2 separate regions of the Mus musculus genome follow, and region 1 is linked to region 2. The links are chromatin contacts, called in public Hi-C maps. All regions are on one chromosome and are shown on one strand. The core of a region is the stretch at or near the end of the contact, and the rest is flanking DNA. Distances in the headings are between cores, read along the strand shown.

The links. A called contact is a pair of places that touch in the nucleus more often than the background predicts.
Region 1: a contact with region 2 is called in a Hi-C map of muscle stem cells, with 2.3 times the contacts expected there. The contact joins two enhancer-like sites. A contact is called at or near these places in 1 of 484 Hi-C or Micro-C datasets (muscle stem cells) and 1 of 115 datasets of contacts at active chromatin or transcription factors (bone marrow-derived macrophages).

Annotation. Positions count from the first base shown.
Region 1 is chr10:13,302,383-13,307,853 of GRCm38.p6, reverse strand. The region is part of intron 1 of Phactr2 (phosphatase and actin regulator 2); the gene reads left to right. Among named protein-coding and RNA genes, the nearest start is that of Gm46211, 79 kb to the right of the region's middle. Within about 2 kb of position 3,078, at least 77 of the 459 cell types and tissues checked have an H3K27ac peak or open chromatin away from gene starts, as enhancers often do. A contact at or near this core is called in bone marrow-derived macrophages and muscle stem cells, where this site is marked.
Region 2 is chr10:12,872,517-12,877,449 of GRCm38.p6, reverse strand. No RefSeq gene overlaps it. Among named protein-coding and RNA genes, the nearest start is that of Utrn, 13 kb to the right of the region's middle. Within about 2 kb of position 2,404, at least 171 of the 459 cell types and tissues checked have an H3K27ac peak or open chromatin away from gene starts, as enhancers often do. A contact at or near this core is called in bone marrow-derived macrophages and muscle stem cells, where this site is marked.

The DNA of each region.
Region 1 (5,471 bases), core at 1,829-4,328, 430 kb before region 2:
ATATTTCTCAAGTACTTAGTGACTTAAAAAAGCAAGTATTGACTTGAGCCACCCATAATAATGGGAAAATGAAATTTTAATTTTAGGTTAAAATACAGTGTGCAGTTGGGGTTTGCTTTCTTGGTTGTCTGTGAGATTCAGAGTCGTCTGTGTGATTCCTTGCGAAGCAGAGAGACCAAAGTAAGGTAGATTCCAGTCCCATCTACATCAACAACCAAAGCGAGGTAGATTCCAGTCCCATTTACATCAACAGTTTGCCTTTGTGTTGATCTTTTTAGGTTAGAAAATTTGTGATTTTAGAATTTCATACGTGAGTTCTGTATTTACATAATTTCCACTTCTCTCACTCCAATTCTTTCTTGTTTCTCCTCCCCTCCCCTCCCCTCTCCTCCCCTCCCCTCCTTTCCCTTTCCCTTTCCCTTTCCCTTTCCCTTTCCCTTTCCCTTTCCCTTTCCCTTTCCCTTTCCCTTTCCCTTTCCCTTTCCCTTTCCCTTTCCCGTTCCCTGTCCTGTCCTGTCCTTTGCTTTCCCTTTCTCTCTCTCCCTTCCTTCCTTTCTTAGTCTTTCATTCTCTCTCTCTCTCTCTCTCTCTCTCTCTCTCTCTCTCTCTCTCTCTCTCTCTCTCTCTCGTTTGTTTTGTTATTTTTTTCCAGACAACATATGTTGTTTCTCTACACAGCTCTGTCTGTCTTGTGGTTCACTATATAGACCAAGCTGTCCTGATCAGCCAGACCAGAAAGTTCAAGATCTTCCTGCTTCTGCCTTCTAAGTAGTGGCTTCTTTCTGGTTTTGTTTGTTTGTTTGTTTGTATTTTTAATGATAGAGATACCTTTTTTATGACTCCCCTCATCAGAAGAAGGAGATGAAACCAAGACAATAGGAGCTGTTCTTGGGCCTGCTTAGAAAGTTTGGGGCTGTCAGTGGTGTGGCCTTGATTGTGCTTGGGAGGAAATTATTGTTTTGTGCTCACTGTGAGGGAAGTAGAGATTTCTCAATAGAGATCCTTCTGGATGGTTTTCAGCGATGTGCCTTTGATGAAGTGTCTCCACATCCCTTCCCAAGCAGCAGTTAGGCATTTGTTCACCTGAAGAAATGTGTCAGCCAAGTCTAAGCCATTCTTAAGAGCATGCATCATCCTTCCTGCTGTCTTTGATAGTTTTCCAGTTTCAGACATTAGTGTTTGTTATATTATCTTTCAAAATATTTTGAGTTATACAGGAACACACTGTTGGGAATAATTTCTTCTGAGTGAAAAACCTGAAGACCTGATAAAATAAGTCCTGACCTAGTTAGGCCAGGCCCTGGGAATTGGCTGCCATATTTCCTCCCTGGGTTAGGTATTTATTTATAAACATTAACCAGAATTTTCTGTGACATAGGTACAGTATGGAAGGCCAGGAAAAGCCTATTTGGTTCCTGACCTGATAAGACTAGATGGTAAGGGTACATATTTCTTCTTCATAAAGAGGTGGCCCTGGGTTGGGGAGATGGCTAAGACAGTAAAGTGCTTGCAAGCATGGGGAAATGGAGTTCACACTGCAGAACCAATCAACCAAAAAGCCAGGAGTGGCGTCACCCACTGGAAATCCAGTGCTGGAGAGGTGGAAGTAGGAGCGCACATCCCTGGGTCTCATTGGTCATACCGGTTTGCCTAATTAGTGAGAGTGACAGACCCTGTCTTCACAAATAATCCGGATGGGTAACAAGCTATCTCCAACTGACAGCTGCTCTCAAGGAAAAAAAAATCAGTTTTTTTTTTTTCAGTAGAGTCTCACTGGGTATACAAATCAAACCTATGCCCCATGCCTAGCAGTAGCTGGTCAACACAAAACTAACTCCATGAGACTTTGGGAGCTGTTTTGTCTCATAATGTTATGTTTGCACTTTGGTTTTAACATTACAGCTCTTTTGCTTCATGGTTTCTCCTATTATGTTTTTATGGGGTTTGTGTGTATATACGTGTGCATGCATGTGTGTGTGTGTGTGTGTGTGTGTGTGTGTGTGTGTGTATGTGCATGCACACTAGTGTGTATGTATGTGAGTGTGTGTGTATACATGTGTGCATGTGTGTGTGTATACCTGAGTGTCTCATGCTTTTTCTATTTTTCCTGTTTTGTTTTATTCTGCTTTATTTCTTTATTCTTTTGCCTATTTTGTTTTCTAAAGAGAGAGAGAGAGAAGACGGGGCAGGGTTGGATGGGTAGAGAGGTGGGACAGATTTTGGGGAGCTGATGGAGGGGAATCTGGGATCAGAATATATTGTATAGAAAAATTATTTCCAATAAAGAAAGAATAAAAGTGAAGTGGATGCTACCCACATCATGATGTTTGAGGTTGGTCCTCTGGCTTGCCCGTGTGCACATGGGCATGCATGACCCTTGACCCAGACACATACATTTTTAAGGAAGGAGATGAATTTTTTTCTCCTTGCTCACTTAGTAATTATTTGTATGTCTTTTGAAGACATTAGTGAATTGCATCCAGCCACTTGTAAGTTTCAGTTACAGATGGAGTCCCCAGCTTTCTCATGCATATTTAGGGTGCCTTCGGTATTGAAATTCTTAATAAACACACTATGAGAAAAGAATTTTGGAATGAGCCAGTTGCCTGGATAGTGTCCAGATTGGATTCAGGGGCTTTGAGTTTGGGGTTATACCCAAGTGCAGCTGGTACAATTTGTTTGCCAGAATGCTCAGTGAACCCACACGTCATTTTAAAGAAACCAAAATGGGATATTTTGCAAGTGAAATACCCTTAATGGCTACACTGCAGTGGAAAAAAATCCAGATCAGCAGTAAAGGCATCACTGTTATAAGATGATTTTTAATTGGTGGGATTGTTCCTCCCTCTCAGGAGAACTAGCTGTACCAACTGCGGAATGTTAATCTCCTTCTGCTACTTTTCAATAGCTTCCTGTTTAATTTGAACAGGGTATTTCCCCACCTGTTAGGCAGCGTGATGAAATTAGGCTAAAGCCCTTGAGTAATTTCACTCCAAATTGTGACTCATAGTTTGGAGACCGATTCATGTCGTGCCTGTCATGGGAACCCTCGGTGGCATCACAGTGGGCCCAGCAGCACTGTCCTGTGCCTGCCCTCCTAGCACACCATCGGTCTACATTGAATGACCACTTGACTGTCGGCATCCTCCCTTGCTGGCTCGCTGCTCCTTCAGGCAGAGATCCTGCCCGCCAAGTTCTTTCATCAGCTCCCTGCCCAGTGCTCCGAGAGTTGCTTGTGAATTAATCATGATGAAATGCTTCCATTCTGTACTCAGTACTTCCTTCCACATCTCCATCTTTTTGTAGACGTCTTCCTTTTCTGGTCAGCCCCAAACCTGGCTTTCCCTGGTAATTGCTTTCTAGCAATAATCCTACCCTGGCTTTTTAATTATTATTATTTTGTTTGTTTGCATAGCTGCCGTGTACTTGAGCTCACTATGTAGCCAAGGATGGTCTTGAACTTCGAATCTTCCCACATCCATTAGATTGCTGGTATTGCTGGTGTATGCCACCACTCCTGGGTTCCATAGCACTGGGGATGGAGGCCAGAGCTTTTTGAAAACTGGGTTAGTAGTATACCAACTGAGCTACATTTCAACCCAGCCTTATCCCTACACACACACACACACACACATTGCTCTTTAGTGGCAATCCTACACAAAGGGTAGAATTGACCTCTCCCAGGCTCTCTGTGCTACTTGCCACCATCTTGCTCTAGGGTGTGCACATCTTCATGTGAAGTTGTGTCATCTGGTGAGTGTTCTTGAACGTGCCTTTGTTGACATCATCTCCTGACTTCCTGGTGACCTCATAGTCACCAGATGAGGTTCAGATTCTCCCCACCACTGCAAGTCTTGTTGCCACCCTAAGGAAGTTAGTCTGTCTTTGGTCTGCGCACGGCTGGACAAGCAATCTGGCTAGCATGGCTCTGCAGCCCTCTTCCCTGGACCTTTTCACCTCTCCAACCCCGGGGCCTTCTCAGACCGTGTTTGTGCTTCAGCTCCCTTCACACTTTATGCATTTAAACAAACAGCAAACAGATCTTTTCCTGGGCTCAATCATCATCGGTGCCAAAAAACGTTCAAGGTTTCTTATTGCACAGAGCTTACTTGTTCCCAATGTAATTGTTTCCCTGAGTTTATCTTCATCCCTCTGCAGCTGCTTTTGTTTGGAAGACTCCACCAAATTCAACTCCAACTTCTTGCCTAGTGTGTCAGTAATGCAGTCCTGACTGTCTTTGGACATCTTCCCCCAGATGTCCTGCCAACACCTGAGGTTCATGGGATCTAAACACAGCCTAACAGTATTTCCCCTAAGTTCACTCTCCGCCTAACAGCTCCCACACTCTGTAGAGGTTGGGGCCGTGGAGACCTCTAGGCAGCTCCTCTCCTTCCTCTGCTGCATCCCTGAGATCCATCCATCATCCTCAGTCCTTTCCATTTGCTGCTCCAAGTTCAAATGCCTGGCTTGTTTGCACTCATCTCTGAGGCCGGACCACGAGGATATAAATCTGGAGCCTTGGGACCCTGCATGACGAATCGACATAAATCCTCCTCTGTGGGATCTCTCTTCCAGCATCCTGTTTTCTCTCTATATGCCTGCAAAGTTCATGTCTGTCTCCAGGAAATAATCCAGGATTATGTGTGGCCAACAGTTTCTTAGCAGATACCTGCTTTGGAGACTTGATGAGGTTACTAGGTAATAGTTGGAGATGATAGAAGATAGATAGATGCATAGATAGATAGATAGATAGATAGATAGATAGATGATACATACATTCATACATACATACATACATACATACATACTATAAAACATTTTAAGAGATCGTACCCACCTTTCTTTTGGCTGGTCTGTTGATATTTCTGCCCTATTCATCCTATGGGAAACTTTCCATGATTTTGGGTGAATGAAAATTTGGCCATGGACTTTAAATTATGTTATTGACTAGATTTTATTTTTATTTATGCACTTTTTTGTTTATTAAAATAATGTGATTGAATCTAGGGCCTTTTACATACTAGGCTGGCATTCTATATAGGATCGGTCTATATCCCAAGCCTGCACACACACACACACACACACACACACACACACACACAGAGAGGGGGGGGGCACATACCTGTAGATAACATCGTCATGGGTCCTCATCACTATTTGTGTACCATATTTTCTGAGACAGAGTCTCCCACTGAGTATAAAGATCACCTGTACTGCTAAGCTATCAAGCAAGTCCCAGAGGTCCGTCTGCCTTCACCTCCCCAATGCAGAGGTGCCACCACATCCAGCTTTTTACATGGGTCCTGGGGTTCCAAACTCAGGCTTTCAAACTTGTCTAGCAAGCACATTACTAACTGGGCAATCTCCCTAGCCCCTTCCCTAATCTTTTTTGTTTCTTTTCTGTATTGAGATAGGGTGTTACTAAATTGTCCAGACTACTATTGAACTCAGTCTGTGTAACCCAGCAAGAA
Region 2 (4,933 bases), core at 1,155-3,654:
AGCACAAACCAGAATCTGGAAAGCACAAGGTGCTCAGAAAAGTTTCAAAGAAGGTCCAATGATTTAGCTCAGTTGTTAGAGAAACTGTTTATCATGGATGAAACTCTAGGTTTAATACCCAGCCCTCAAGTCCCATAGAGACAGAGACAGGGGCAGGGGCAGGGGCAGGGGCAGCGATAGAGAGGGGAAATCAGACGTTCTAAGTCATCCTCAGTTACACACCGAGTTTAAGGCCAGCTTGCAATACATGAGAGTTGGCCTAAAAGATTAGAATCCACATTGATAGAAGGGGAGAGGAGGCTGCCAGGGGACACTAGAGAAGAAAGAACGGAGTGACTGAAAGGATGCCAGTAACTAACAACCAGAGTATATCAGATACAAATCCAGAAGTCAGAGTAAAGCTGGACTTAGTGGTGGCGGTACAGACTTTGACCCCCACCACTGGGGAGGCAGAGGAAGGCAGCTCTTCCTGAGATTGAGGGCTGTTTAATCTACATATCAAGTTCCAGGATGGTGAGATCTCGTCCGAAAGAAAGAAAGAGAGAAAGAAAGGACGAAAGGGAAAGAAAAAGAAAGAAGAGAAAAGAAAAGTCTGGAAGACAGTTCAGTGAGTAAAAGAAGAGTTGTCCTCTGATCTCCCTGTGGAATGCATGCACGAAAAAGCATTCGCATTCTCTCTCTCTCTCTCTCTCTCTCTCTCTCTCTCTCTCTCTCTCTCTCCCTCTCTCCCTCTCTCCCTCTCTCTCTCTGTCAGTCAACTTTGCAGGCAGTCCAGCATCTTGCCTAAGGTCATGTGATCGGCCTGACTCAAGTGTTCAATTGTTAAGTTAGGCCTGGTTTTTCCTCCCAACCCCATGCTCCCAGAAATGACTCATACTCAAAATACATTTACAACTACCTTGGCCATACAGCTAGGCTCTTCTCTGACTAGAATCTTAACTTCAGGCAACCCATTTATTTTAATCTACCTTCTGCTATGTGGTTGGTTACTTGTGCTCAGGTACTATGTGCCCATCTCCTTACATCTTCCAGGGGCGGATCTTCCCGTGCCTGGCTCTATCCCAGAATCCTTTCTCCTCCTGGATGGCCTACCTCCCATTTCCTGCCTGAGCCATAGGCCATAGGTGTTTAAATTGACAGGTGATCCATCCATACAATACACAAGATATTCTCTCTACATTCAGTTTCACCCCATATATAACTGAGAGCTGTCTGGACTTTTCTTCTGTCGCTATAATAGATGGACAGAGACTAGGCAGTTTAATATGATGGATGGTTCTTAAGCATAAAAGCTGAGATGGGGCTGTCACATTTGCTTGGTTTCTGGAGTTTATCTTATACATCTCATTAAGGAAGGTGAACAGGTAAGCAGGCTCCTGCAAGGGAAAGAGAGGATGACCCACCATAGACATTGATCCATTCATGGCCCTGTGACTAGATACCCACCAGGCTTTACCTCAGAGTCCTGCCTCACTGAGGAGTGATGTCTCCATATGCGTTTGCATGGGCACAAACCATCGACAGACATATTGGAAGAGGAGCCACAGAAGACTCAGGAAACATGATTGCCATGTGAAAAGGATGAAGTGGTGGACAAGGCAGACTGAAGGAGCAGAGGCTGCCAGAATGAAGTTGTTTAGGAGGCCACCATCAACAGTGTGATTCCTGTGGTAGCCCCCCGCTTCTTTTCTGTTGCTATGATACAATGCCCAGAAACAAAGCAACCAGAAGAAGGAAGGGTTTATTTGGGCTCACACTTTGAAGGTTCAGTCCACCACAAAGGGGAGGGGAAGTCATGGCTGCAGGTGCTCGGAGATGTAGCCAGTCGCAGCACACCCACAATAATCAGGAAGCAGAGGGAGTTGAGTGGATGCTATGGAGTGTACTCTGTCCAGGACCCAGCCCATGAAGTGGTACAAGCTACATTTTGGGTGGATCTTTCCACTTCAGTTAATCTAATGAAACAAATCTCTAACAGGCGCACACACACACACACACATATATATATATATATATATATATACACACACACACACATACATATATATATTAGTGTTGGAGTTTGAAATGGGACACACAGACGTGGAACTGTTGACAAGATTAGAGGACTTTGCTGAAGAGTTGGATGGCTGGTGGGTGCGGACAAGAGGCAAGGAAGGTAGGCTGAAGGAAGAGTGAGGAGAAATCGGCTGTCAACTAAATGATTTTGATAGATGGAGAAAAGGAGATAACACAAGAGGGAAACTCACTTTTGGATTCACTGACACGGCAAGACAGAAGGACACCCAAGGAGAAAAAAAGCATTGCATCATGGGAAGGAGGAGCTGTTCAAAACCCTCAAGAAAGGCTTTCAGTTTCATCTGTATCCTTTCAGCGTTTGATTTCCTGTGTTGATCTCACTCACTCAGCAAGGGTGATGACTAAGCTGGTCATGGTGCCTGGCAGACTCTTCCTGAGGAAGCCCAACGGCCTTAGCTCAGAGGCGAAGGTCACTTTCACTTTCTTTTCCTTCTTATATGTTATCAATTTATTAATTAATTAAATTTAAATGCTTTGTTTCTCTGTGTAGCCCCAGCTGTCCTGGAACTTACTCTGTAGATCAGGCTGGCCACAAACTCAGAAATCCACCTGCCTCTACATCCTGAGTGCTAGAAAGAAGTATGTGCACTACCACGGCCTGCTATCACTTTTCCCTCCCCTCCCCTCCCCTCCCTTCCTCTCCCCTCCCCTCCCCTCCCCTCCTCTGTTCCTCCCTCCCCCTCTCTCTTTCTCTCTGTCTTTTTCAGGCATGACATTACTTTGTAGTCCAGGCTAACCTGAAACTCCATGTGTCCCTCAGGTTGGTCTCTAACTCAAGGCGGTACGGTCCTCCTGCCTTAGCCTCCAGAGTGCTGGTATCACAGGAGAGCACCACTCTGCCTGGCTAACATCAGGTTTGCTTTGTAGTAGTGGAAAGAGGACTGGAAGCATAAGCTTCTTTGAATGTTGTATTCAGCCAAGTAGAGTCCAAAATTGAGGATTGTTTTACAGTCAGCCACTTGTTTCAACCTTTCTACATGTTCTTTCTATGAAACAAACATTTCCAAATATGTAACATCAAGAGGCCCTGTCTAGAAAAAATTTAAAAGGCAAATTAAAAATTATTATTATTATTATTGTGTATATGTGTGTGTGTGTGTTATATGCTACAGCACATGTATGGAACTCAGAGACCATCCTGTGGAAATCAGTTTTCTCCCTTTATCATAGGTGTCCTGGATATTGAATACAGGTTATCAGGCTTGGTTCTAAGCATCTTTATCTGTGGAGCCATGTCACCAGCCCTCTTGACTCTCTTCTGGAAGCCTAGAACAGTTCCAAATCCAGATAGGCTCCTCCTTGTGTCTGTGTAGAAATGCCTTAGCATTCATCCTGCATTAAAATATTTTAAAAAAAAAACAGTAAAAATGTAAGTCTTAAATGCTTACATAACTAATGCCTGTCAGTTATAATGAGCACCTACTCAGTCAGCTACACTAACTTGGTCTGTACTCCTTCACATCCTGCCTCCTTCTCCTTGTTGACAATGAGCTGTCACAGCACAGGGTCATAGCTTTTTAAGATTTTTTTTTTTCCCCTTCCAGGGTGCTTTCTAGGCTCCATGTAACCTATGTGAGACTAGTAGCTTAGGTTTCAGGGGCTCTCTGAATGGTTTCTCCCATAATTCTGTGCTAAGGTTTGGGGGTAGCTGTTTGAAGTTGAAGGTGTCTGTGGCCTAGCAGACCCTACTCTGAATTTCTGGGGGACAAAGGGAGGACTATTCTGAATTTAGAATAGTCTCCCTGGGGGATGATGGTTAGCTCCTTGGATTGTGTTTGTGTTATTTATTGTCAAAACATTTCATGTGTTATCTTGTTTCCTTAACTTGATTACAAAGAATTTTATTTGTAGCTATCCTCAACCTCAAATTTCAACTCACCAGTATTATGTGCTCGCCTGAGGAATTCTTAAACGAGTGAATATTCTAACACCTCTTACATATGCAGTTTTATTAGATATTTTAATCGGAAAAAGAGAAGGAAAGCCTTTCCCCTCTCTTCCGTGTGGGTTTATTCATATTCAACACTAATGGAAAACACGAAGTGATATCTTGATTTTAATATATATATATATATATATATATATATATATATATATATATATATATATATATATATATATATATCCAGGCATGGTGGTGCAAGCTTTAATCCCAGAACTTGGAGGGCAGAAGCAAGTGGATCTCTGTGAGTTCAAGGCCAGCTTGGTCTTCATAGTGAGACACTGTTAAACAATAACAACAACTACCAAACAAAAACTCTGTCAAATCATCACACACACACACACACACACACACACACACACACACACACACACACATACACACATCCCAACCAAACAGAAACACAAAAACACACATTGTATAGGGGGCTGGTGACATACCTCACTTGATAAAGCAATTTGCCTTACAACTTAAGCTTGATCCCTAGACCCAAGATTGCTTGTTTGTTTGTTTTCTTTCTTTTTAAAGCTGGGGGAGATAGCTAGCACTTGAAACCCAGTGCTGGGAGGGAGAGTATTAGATAGATCTCTCGGGTTTACTGGTCAGCTACCTAGTCTACTCAGTGAGTTCTAGGCTAGTGAGGGACCCTTAAAAAAAAGTGCCTGGAGAATAATCCTTAAGGCCGTAAGGGTCCTCTGGCCTCCATGCCCTCACATAGGGACATACACATAGACACACACAGAAAGATAGCACATGTTTTCTCATGTTTCTATTCTAAAAGAAACTGCATCTATACTTCATCTCTGTCTCTCTGTCTCTCTGTCTCTCTGTCTGTCTCTCTCTCTTGTTGATACTGTGATACTGATGATTCAACCTAGAGCCTTGCACATGCTAGGCAAACATTTCGCCACT